Linked DNA regions of Xenopus tropicalis: region 1 is linked to region 2. A link is a contact called in public Hi-C data. All regions are on one chromosome and are shown on one strand. The core of a region is the stretch at or near the end of the contact, and the rest is flanking DNA. Distances in the headings are between cores, read along the strand shown.

Region 1 (5,278 bases), core at 1,273-3,772, 59 kb before region 2:
CCTAGCAACAAAACTTTCATAAAAAACAACACTCAGAATGCCACTGCAAGATGTTGGCTAAAGATTAGCTGAACCTGGCATACTGACATACAGTGACTGGTGATACAGCCAGGACTGGATACAGCTCTAAGGGGTAGCCCATATATAAAGAAATACTTTAAAAATCCCCTAGCCACTGCTGGACATTTGCAGATAAATCTGGTGGTGGAGCTGAGGGGGTGGAAAGCAGTTTTTTGGTGATCTGCGCAGTATGCAAACTGAACTGTGAATGCCAAAGGGGAAAAGTCCAGACCAGTAAATGTATTGGATGGAGATATAGCCCTCTTTAGATGCCACCTGTGCACAAGTGGTGCAGGGTACCTAACCCTCAACAAGTGCAACTCATAAAGAGCTCACCTCTCCCCCTCACCTCTCCTCCCACTCAGAGACTTGCATTATGGTTACAACTTGGCACTGAATCCTCTGTAATAGTGTATTAGCAACATACCACCCTCCTGGGGCTCTTAAATTGAAAACTGAAAGCTGGAAGTTGTACTTCTGTGCCATGTGGGAGCCCTTCATTTATCCATAGGTATCCTACAGTATAACAGCGTGCTCTCTGCCAGACTGACCATACTGTTATTTTTGTTTGGAACCTGCTTAGAACCAAACCACAAGAATAACCCTGATCCACACCATCCACTTTGTAGCAAGTTCCTTTTTAGGGGGCCCCATGATTTCTGTCTGAATCACCTAAAGAAGCACAATTACAAGTTATCATTTATCTCTGGGAGTCCCACAAGTCGTGTTTAAAACTGGGAACCCCACCTTCAGTGTATGGGGTATCTCGCTAAACTAAACATGGCATTGGATCAGTATAAAGCCAGGGGAATCTGAACTACAACTCCCAGAATCCCCTCAACAGAAATCTACCTTATCCCTTGTGCAGTTCACTGATGGCCTCAGTACACATGGTGTCATTATACTGCCACTCAGGACTGGAATTGGAGACAAGGGCCTGTCTGAGAGAAAGAGCAATTCCATAAATCACAGCTGTCCAACCTGTTGCCCTCCAGCGGCTGTCAAACTACTGTTGCTGTAGACCAGCTGGAGGGCTTCAGTTTGGACATGGCTGTATATGGCATATGCAGAGAATTGTTCCACGATATAATATACCCTTTGTACTTTTAGCCTAAGTGGCCCTGTGATACTGGGGAGCCGGGTCAAAACACTCACCATCAAGACTGTTCCCATATTGATGTGAATAATCCCCTTTAATTTGCTGAAATTGCAGTATGGCAACACTAGTTTATATTTAACATTAAAGAAAAGAAGACAAAAATGATGCTTTTCTGTGCCTGCTGATATACAGTCCCGCCATAATGAGCTACTAATCCAAGCTGAGAGGCGCTTTATTGCCTGGGTATCAGCGCTCAGCCCCTGCCATACGCACATTTGGGAGATATTTAGCGCGCATTATTGGCTCGGCATCTGCTCAGCGCTCTGATCTATTATTATGATCATTACTATTAAGTCCATAAGAAAAAAAAAGCGAAGCGTGGGCAGTAACGGCCGTGTGTTTACCTTGCGCTATAACCTCGCTTTCCCTCGCTGACCTGAGTTTGAACCAGCGATTAGCGCTGCATCATAAGTCGGAGAATTTACTTGCGACTCTCCCTCCCGGGACTCAGGACGTAAATACAATCAGTGAGTTGGGGTGAAGCTCGGGCCAAGCGCTCGGTTTATAAGAGATGAAACTTGTACAGTGAGTCCCATTACTGTAATACATGGGGCAGCTTCGTACATTCCTTGCGCGGCAATAGGAGCAGGGAGAAAGCACTGGCTGCCTCTGTCCCATGCTAAGTTAAGAAAGAGGGTGTATTGTTGGTGCTGACATTCAATTCTATGGTTTATAATAATAAGTCAACAGATGCGGTAAAATTATTTTGCGTTGTAGAGAAGCGCAAATGCGCTTCTCTATGACGCAAAATAATTTTACTGCATCAGTAAATACTACGAGGAGCCTTTGGCGGCGGAGGGAGTTGATAAAAGTAAAAGGGTTATAGTATAAGAAGATTCTTGTCCAACCTGCTAACTCCCTCCAGCTGTTGTGCACTGCAACACTGCGACAGGCGGGTTAGACATCTCCAATACTAAAACGAATACATTCAATGTAAATACCCCAAACCCGCGTATAGATCTATAAAACAGACTATTCAGTTGCAGAACTTTAGGCGACTGGTGGTGGAAAGGGGGCGGCACAGTGCGCCCGAACGCGACTCATTGTAGTGAGTAAATTAACACCTATTCACAGTGAAATGCTGATTGTCTGGGGGTGGTAATGGGAGCCAAATGGTTAAAGAATTTGGGTAGAGTCGTGTCCAGGTGGGAGGAGTCCCAGGGTGATGCTACAATCTGCAATTAAAGATGAACTTTGTTTGAACTAATTTATCTGACCAAGGTAAAAAAGGGGGCAGAGCGGGGAGAGTATATAAAGGGCAAAGCATGGGGCAGCAGCAGACTGACTCCGGGGCTCACCTTGCTTCCAGCTCAGGTAGCCTCCTCCTGCCATGGATCTATACACTCTGCTCACCAGCGCCCTGTGCACCCTGGCACTGCCAGTACTACTCCTGCTCACAGCTGCCAAGCTATGGGAAGTGTACTGCCTAAGCCGCAAGGATGCCAGCTGCAGAAACCCTTTGCCCCCTGGCACTATGGGGCTGCCCTTCTTTGGAGAGACTCTGCAAATGGTGCTGCAGGTATGTACATGTATGTACTGGGGAGCCCAGGCAGCTTAGCGCGCAGTTGGGAATGTAGGAGGCACCTGTGCGCAACAGAGTTTGTTAGGGGGGAAACAAAGTAGCAAGTCGTATGAAACTGCGATTATAGATAGGTACAAAGTAACTTTCTGCTTTGAAAACTGTAACAACTTAGGTACCAACTTATACTATAGTGTGCCAGGCTGAAGCAGAGCCCAGTCCGAACCGAAATGCGCACCCATTGGCTCAGTAGCAAAAATACAGGCTCACACGTCACTCGTTTGAAACAGCCCAGCGTTTCGGCCCTTGCAGCAAACCTTGGGCTATCTGTTAGAGAATGCGCTGGCAATTCTGCTGGCCAACACTTTGGCGCTAACCATCTCTGCTGGCCAACACTTTGGCGCTAACCATCTCTGCTGGCCAACACTTTGGCGCTATTCATCTCTGCTGGCCAACACTTTGGCGCTATTCATCTCTGCTGGCCAACACTTTGGCGCTAACCATCTCTGCTGGCCAACACTTTGGCGCTAATCTGCTCTTCTTTCTTCCCCAAACCAGAGGCGCAAGTTCCTCCAAGTTAAGCGAAGGAAGTACGGTCGCATCTACAAGACGCATCTATTCGGCAGCCCCACGGTGCGCGTTACGGGCGCAGAGAACGTTCGCCAGATCCTACTGGGGGAGCACAAGCTGGTGTCCGTTCACTGGCCGGCATCTGTCCGCACTATCCTGGGGGCCGGCTGTCTGTCCAACCTGCACGACTCCGAGCACAAGTACACCAAGAAGGTAAGCGTATACCCATAGACTAGGGCAGTGGCCCTGCAGCTATTGCTGAATTACAGCTGGCACCCAGGGTGTCGGTTCCACAGGTTCTAGAAAGCATAAGTAGCGCCATTCTACAGCGTTTCTCCAGCTGTTTTTAGCGACAGCAGTCGTTTTATGCGCGTAACTGCAGCGCCACCAGTGGTTCCATAGAGAAATGCCTGGGTCTAATGCATCAATTTGTATCTCTCACCCTTTCTTTGCGCCCTGCCTCATCCTGGTGGGGGATCGCATCCCTTAAAAGCCCCCGGGGGCCTATTCTACAGAGGGAGATTTCATTTCAGCAGGGTGATGGGGAGGTTAATCTTTGTTTGGGATGAACCTGCTAATCTCTCCCCCTGCTGAACCCCAGCGGGGGGCTCTACTGACACCTGGAAAGGATTAACCCTGCGTGTGTGCGCACTGCTCCGGGCCAATCAATGGAACATACTTATCTGATCTAATGTAGGGCCAATCGGGTGGGGGTACAACTCCCTGCAACCGACTGACAGGCTGCTGGGAGTAGTAATGGGGCGCCCTAGTGTAGTGCTGGGTGCCAATGGGGCTAATGATGGTGTTGCCCGCAGGTGATCATGCAAGCCTTCTCCCGGGAAGCCCTCGCCAATTACGTCCCGCTGATGGAAGAAGAACTCAGACGCTCCGTCAACCTGTGGCTGCAAAGCGACTCCTGTGTATTGGTGTATCCCGCCATCAAGCGACTGATGTTCCGCATCGCAATGAGGCTGCTGCTCGGCTGCGATCCCCAGCGCTTGGGCCGCGAACAGGAGGAGACGCTGCTAGAAGCCTTCGAGGAAATGACCCGAAATCTCTTCTCTTTGCCTATTGATGTGCCATTTAGCGGCCTCTACCGGGTAAGCCAGGAACTGCATGCTCTTCTCTTTAACCCTGTGTATCCCAACAGCCAACTCATTCTTTATAGAAAAAAAAGTTATTTATTCCCTCCCTGGGTAGTTATTTACAAGGTATTATAATGGGCAGAATACAATCATGTAAACTAGTATGGCAGGCTGTATTTATAATATTAATTCCTGCATGTTGAAGTCTCTGCAATGCCCAGACAAAATGAGCATATTAAGAAATGCTGGCAACTAAAAGTTGACTTTAATTTTTCTCCACAATAGGGTCTGCGGGCCAGAAACATAATTCATGCCCAAATTGAAGAAAATATCAAGGAAAAGCTGCAAAGGGAACCAGACGGACAGTGCAGGGATGCCCTGCAGCTGCTGATTGACCACAGCCGCCGGACTGGTGAACCTGTCAACCTGCAGGTAAATATCATCATCATCCTCTTTAGAGCGTTCCGTCACATTGTGTGGTTAATCTGCCATGCAGGTGTCACCATTTTGTGAAGAGCGTAAATGCCTGTATAACATGTTGTAGTTTTTTTAAAGCATTATTTTAACTCTTGCAGGCTCTGAAAGAATCGGCAACGGAACTCTTGTTTGGAGGCCACGGAACCACAGCCAGTGCTGCCACGTCCCTCACCACCTTTCTTGCACTTCACAAAGACGTTCTGGAAAAGGTCCGCAAGGAGCTTGAATCACAGGTAATTTAGCCGGATCCAAATAATAGTGGCAGGCCATTTTTTATAAGGGCTTTGGTCATAAGAGCTTACAATCTAGCTGTATGCCGTTTGAGAGAACCTTTTGTTTATAGTGCACCACATGCAGTGCAAGCTGCCCTATTTGCCAGTGGCACTACTGTAATGGGTCAATCCACAA
Region 2 (5,522 bases), core at 638-3,137:
GTGTACCACTGCTACTAGTATTGGTATACTAATGTCCCCTGTCAGCAGGGGTGTCATTGGGTATCACCATCATTGCTGTCACTATTATTTAATCTACCCCTTTTTCCGTCAACTGGAGGATGCCAACTCCTGCCCACCTTCCCAGCATAGGTAGCATAAATTGACCTGGGTCACAATAGGATTTATTTATGCTTAGCTGCCATGGGTTCTGAACTACTAACCAGGCTTTACAATAAAAGGGGAAAAATACGATATATATGCAGGGTTATATTTGTGCAGATTTTCAGTAAATAAATGTGAAAACCCTATTTAGCTGCATTATGCTGTATATTCTTGTGTGTTGGAGCTCCCCTAGCTGCTGTAAGTGGTACAGTCCTCCCGTACACTGGAGAATGGCAACAGTACTCCATCTTACTGATTGATTGCACCACTCTCAGCCTAGAGTGACCAACATATCCAGAACTCCTAAGAAGTGTGTTGAAGCAGGTTACACTATGGTGGGATAGGATAGCATAATGAAAGAAAATACAGTTAGAAGCTTTACAATATAGATACATTGAACTTTTCTAAAGATTCAAAGTTATTTGTATATGTAATTGGTCATGAAAGACATATCTATCTATCTATCTATCTATCTATGTAAGGGGGCCCGGACTGCGAGTCTGCTATATCATAGTCCCCCCTCCCAGCCCCTCAACTGTTTGTACTAGGCCCCTCCAAAGTTTTTATTTGTGGTGGAAGCCCAGGGCTTGCCAGTTAAGCTACTATTATTGATTATTATGTATCTAACTATTGAGATTTCTCTCTCTCCCTCTCTCTCTCTATGTGTATATATATATATATATATATATATACACAGACACATATATATTTACACAGTTCAACATACGGATATGGGATCCATTATCCGGAAACCCATTACCCAAAGCTCCAAATTACGGAAAGCCCGTCTCCCATAGACCCCTTTTCTCTGTAATAATAAAACAGTACCTGTACTTGATCCCAACTAAGATATAATTACCCCTTATTGGGGGCAGAACAGCCCTATTGGGTTTATTTAATGGTTAAATGATTCCCTTTTCCCTGTAATAATAAAACAGTACCTGTACTTGATCCCAACTAAGATATAATTACCCCTTATTGGGGGCAGAACAGCCCTATTGGGTTTATTTCATGGTTAAATGATTCCCTTTTCTCTGTAATAATAAAACAGTACCTGTATTTGATCCCAACTAAGATATAATTAATCCTTATTGGATGCAAAACAGTCCTATTAGGTTTATTAAAGTTTTGCTGATTTTTTAGTACAATAACAGTATGGAGATTTAAAATACGGAAAGACCCCTTATCCAGAATACCCTTGGTCCCGAGAATTCTGGATAATAGGTCCTATACCTGAAGAATACATCCATGTGACAACACAGGGATGTACAGAGATCATCAGTAAGAAACTCCTCTCTTAAAAATATAACAAGCCCACTTATGGTATGAAGATCCAAATTATGGAAACACCTATTATCCAGAAAACCACAGGTCCCAAGCATTCTGGATAACAGGCCCCATACCTATATCAATTAATATATACTGACGTACACCAATGCACAATGAAAGACACAGAGGCAAGGTGCCGTTTATTCTCAGGGTACAACTACCTAAAGAAGTTGTCTGGAATGTATAAGATGGAGACAACGGGTCTCTGTCAGCACCGGCTACCAGTCTGGAGTATTTGCTAGGACAGCTCGGCCGTGCATTTCAGCTTAAATGTGTAGTTAATATAATTATCCTGAAAGAATCCCAACATGTAAGCTATTCTAAAGGGATGCTCTTTAAATGGGGTAATTACAAACAGAAGCTGCACTGAGTGGGAAAGCAATAGATAAGATCAGGTCACCGAGCGAGCAGGAGTTCACAAAGAGCACCAGGGTAAATCATAGTTCATTGACATGTTATTATTGCCTGAGCCTTGCATCCCATTTATCTGTTTTAGCTACCATACGCTTTACTGCCTGCTACTAAAAGCTGAGAGATAACTTACTGGATCTTATGGGCATTTGGTGGCACACATGACACCCCGGCGATAAAGATCTCTGCCTCTCTTTCCAAACAAATCAAAGGGAAAATGACTTTTTTTTTTCTCCCAAAACAAACTTCACCTTATTTTCCCTCTTGTGCTTCCAGGGGAGGGAAAAGGGAAGAGGAGCAGAGTGCAGGAAGCATGGCGGAAGCTCCGTCATTCGCTCCTCTTACCACTGAAAAGAAAGAGACACTTCCAAAAACAAAGATTTCCTAATAAGATTTCACTCATTTGCCCAAAGGTCGTGTCCATTTCTTTAAGGAATTTCAACTTTTTAATTTTTTTTTAATTCATGGTCATTACACTGTAAATCTGAATGGACATAGCCAGCTGTAGTGGTTTCCTTCTAAATACCAATATAGACAAGTGCGCAGGTACGTTTTGAGCAAAGTGCAATTTGGAGCGCAATCACCATGTTTTTTCCCACAGTGCTCTGTTTTCTTCCCTAAAATTCCAGAGCCATTGCAATTGAAAAGGGGGGATGCTCTTGACGCAATTTCGCTTTGCCCACAATTACGTCCAATTCGCAGAAATGAACTAAACCGCATTAAGCACGGAACACCTATAGCATCTGTATTAATATAAAAAAACATTGTCCCATTGTACAAATATATGGGCTCCGGGGTCTTTATAATGAGACTGGGAACTCACCCCTATAAAAATGTTTGATCCTGAACCCAATAAGCACTGGATTTGTATTTTCCTTTATTGCTGGCAGTGCTGGTATAGGTCTAATATCTTTAGTGCTTGGGACGTGGGGGTTTCTGCATAAGGGATCTTCCATAATTTGGAGAACCATGCCTTAAGGCTACAAAAAATAAAATAAACCATTAAATCCCAACAGGGCAATTTTGCCATAAAAGCGGATTTATGCTAGCTTAGTTATCAAGGCACTGTCTATTGCAAAAAAGCAAATCAGTTGTATTCTAAGAATTTTTGGTTTACATGGGACTTTATGAAAAATGTCAATGCCATATTTTGGAGCTGTCTGGATATTAGGTTTGGGAATAATAGCTCCCATAGCTCTGTATAGTACATACTGGGTGGTCTTAACATGAACTGCAGCCCTGAAATAGTTCTGTGCATAGAATTAAGATATATTGTATGGGCATTATTATATAAATTAAATATATTATATACTATATATACTGTATTAGTAGTAGTAGTATTATTATCAAAAATGTTACCCAATCCATTTGTAATGACAGTAATTTCATTAATACCAAAGCAAACATCAGAATCAGGGCCATTAACAAAGGATGATACACAATAATAGTTTTGTAAGGAAATATGCAAACTCTGACATTCTCCCCTGATTGCTGTTAGGCTGCTGATGGCAAGTTAAGTGCATTTGCAGCACTGTTAGTAATTTATGGCTTTTGCTGCAGTGTTTAAATAGAGAATTACCATGATAGGCACACTTTCTTATCAATCATGGCAATCCCTAGTGTTTGTTTGGACACTGCGCTGAAACAAATTCAATTACAAGAGTAAGAGAGAGCAAATAAGGTTCATTTCCAGCACCGGTAGTGTGAACTGTACAGCTTATACAGGTGCATGCATTTGCCTTTGTGCATGTGGAACCACTTTACTGTTATAATACAAACAATACATTTTATACATAATACATTGCCCAACAATAAACAAAATAAAAATCCTTTATTCTGAGCTGATATCAGGTATCCAATAAAATATCAAACAGCTTAGTCGGCCATTAGCCAAGTTCCCCCAATAAGAACACAACTCAGCAACAAGGATGTGAACGTAACTAAGTCTAAATCATTGTCAGATGCAGAAGTGGTTTCTTAACAATACAGCTTATCATAGTAACATAGTAAGTTAGGTTAAAAAGAGATCACACATCCATGAAGTTAAACTATTTATGCCTATATATTCCTTCCTGACTCCAAGATGGCAATCGGACCAATCCCTGGATCAACTTGTACTAAGAGCTATCTCCCATAACCCTGTATTCCCTCACTAGCTAAAAAGCCATCCAACCCCTTCTTGAAGCTATATAATGTATCAGCCAGTACGACTGATTCGGGAGGGAATTCCACAACTTCACAGCTCTCACTGTAATAAATCCTTTCTGAATATTTACATGGAACCTCATTTCTTCTAAATGGAATGGGTGCCCTTGTGTCTGGTAAATAAAGCATTAGAGAGATTATTAAGAACCCCTTACATATTTATACATAGTTATCATATACCCCTTAAGCGCCTCTTCTCCAGCGTAAACAACTCCAACTTGGCCAGTCTTTCTTCATAACTGAGACTTTCCATACCCTTTACCAGCTTAGCTGCCCTTCTCTGGATCCTCTAACTCAATAATATCCCTTTTGAGCACCGGAGACCAAAATTGAACGGCATATTCTAGATGGGGCTTTACCAGCGCTCTGTATTGGAATAACTCCTTCCTCCCGCAAATCTATGTTCCTTTTAATACAGCTCAAACCCGCCTCTAAATCTGATCTGCCACTTAGCCACCCAGATTGCCAGTTTGTCAGGATCCTGCTGCAAGGATGCCATATCCTGGATGGAATGAATTGAGCTGCAGAGATTTGTGTCATCTGCAACCACTGATACATTACTTATAATACCCTCCCCTTGATAAACAAATTAAATAAAAGTGGACCCAGTACAGACCCCTAGGGACCCCACTGAGAACCTTACTCCAAGTACCCTCTGTACCCGATCCTGTAGCCAGTTTTCTATCCATGTGTAAACGACTTATACCAATAGAACTTGGTTCTTACTCACCTCATCATAAAAAGCAATTAAATTGGTCTGACATGACCTGTCCTTCATAAAGCCATGCTGATTACTGCTCATAATGCCATTCTCCACTACATAATTTTGTATGTGATCTCTTAACAAGCCTTAAAATAACTTGCCCATCACGGATGTCAAACTTACAGGCCTATAATTGCCAGGCTAATATCATAATCCCTTTTTAAATAAGGAATAGGAATAAATCTGCTTTCCTCCAATCCATAGGTATCATGATGAAAGCGAGTCTGAAAACATCAGAAACAGAGGCCTGGCTAGAATGAGCTGAGCCAACAGTGCAGTTATTGGGTGGGTCTTAGCACTGTGACTCCTCTATTGTATTGTATATTGTATACGCTAAAGAAAAGAACTAGTTTAGCACATTTGCCTTTTTTGTATCTGTTATAATCATATTGTTACCATAATTCAATGGAGCCACACTCTCAACCTTTTTACTATTAATATACTTGTTTATTTATACTTTTATTCTTTAATTTTAGCCTCTGCCTCAGTGAGCTCCTCATTTTCTATATTTGCCTTCCAAATTGCTGTTTTACAACACTTGTTATAGTGTTTATATTCATTAAATTCAGCATCTGTCCTTTTTTCCCTATTAACTTCTTCTAAATTAAGCCACAAAGATTGGTTCTTAATGCTTCTACATTAACAGGGAATA

Evidence for each region. A called contact is a pair of places that touch in the nucleus more often than the background predicts.
Region 1: a Hi-C map of neurula embryo shows a contact between it and region 2, with 1.9 times the contacts expected there. The contact joins the promoter of cyp26a1 here to the enhancer-like site in region 2. A contact is called at or near these places in 2 of 5 Hi-C or Micro-C datasets (gastrula embryo and neurula embryo).

Annotation. Positions count from the first base shown.
Region 1 is chr7:25,307,796-25,313,073 of UCB_Xtro_10.0, reverse strand. It overlaps cyp26a1 (cytochrome P450 family 26 subfamily A member 1), which reads left to right and starts at 2,522. Exons shown (of 6, transcript NM_001016147.2): 1 at 2,522-2,738; 2 at 3,297-3,521; 3 at 4,124-4,408; 4 at 4,679-4,825; 5 at 4,969-5,008. The coding sequence starts at 2,550.
Region 2 is chr7:25,248,221-25,253,742 of UCB_Xtro_10.0, reverse strand. No RefSeq gene overlaps it. Among named protein-coding and RNA genes, the nearest start is that of aldh18a1, 28 kb to the right of the region's middle. Within about 2 kb of position 1,887, at least 1 of the 11 cell types and tissues checked has an H3K27ac peak or open chromatin away from gene starts, as enhancers often do. A contact at or near this core is called in neurula embryo, where this site is marked.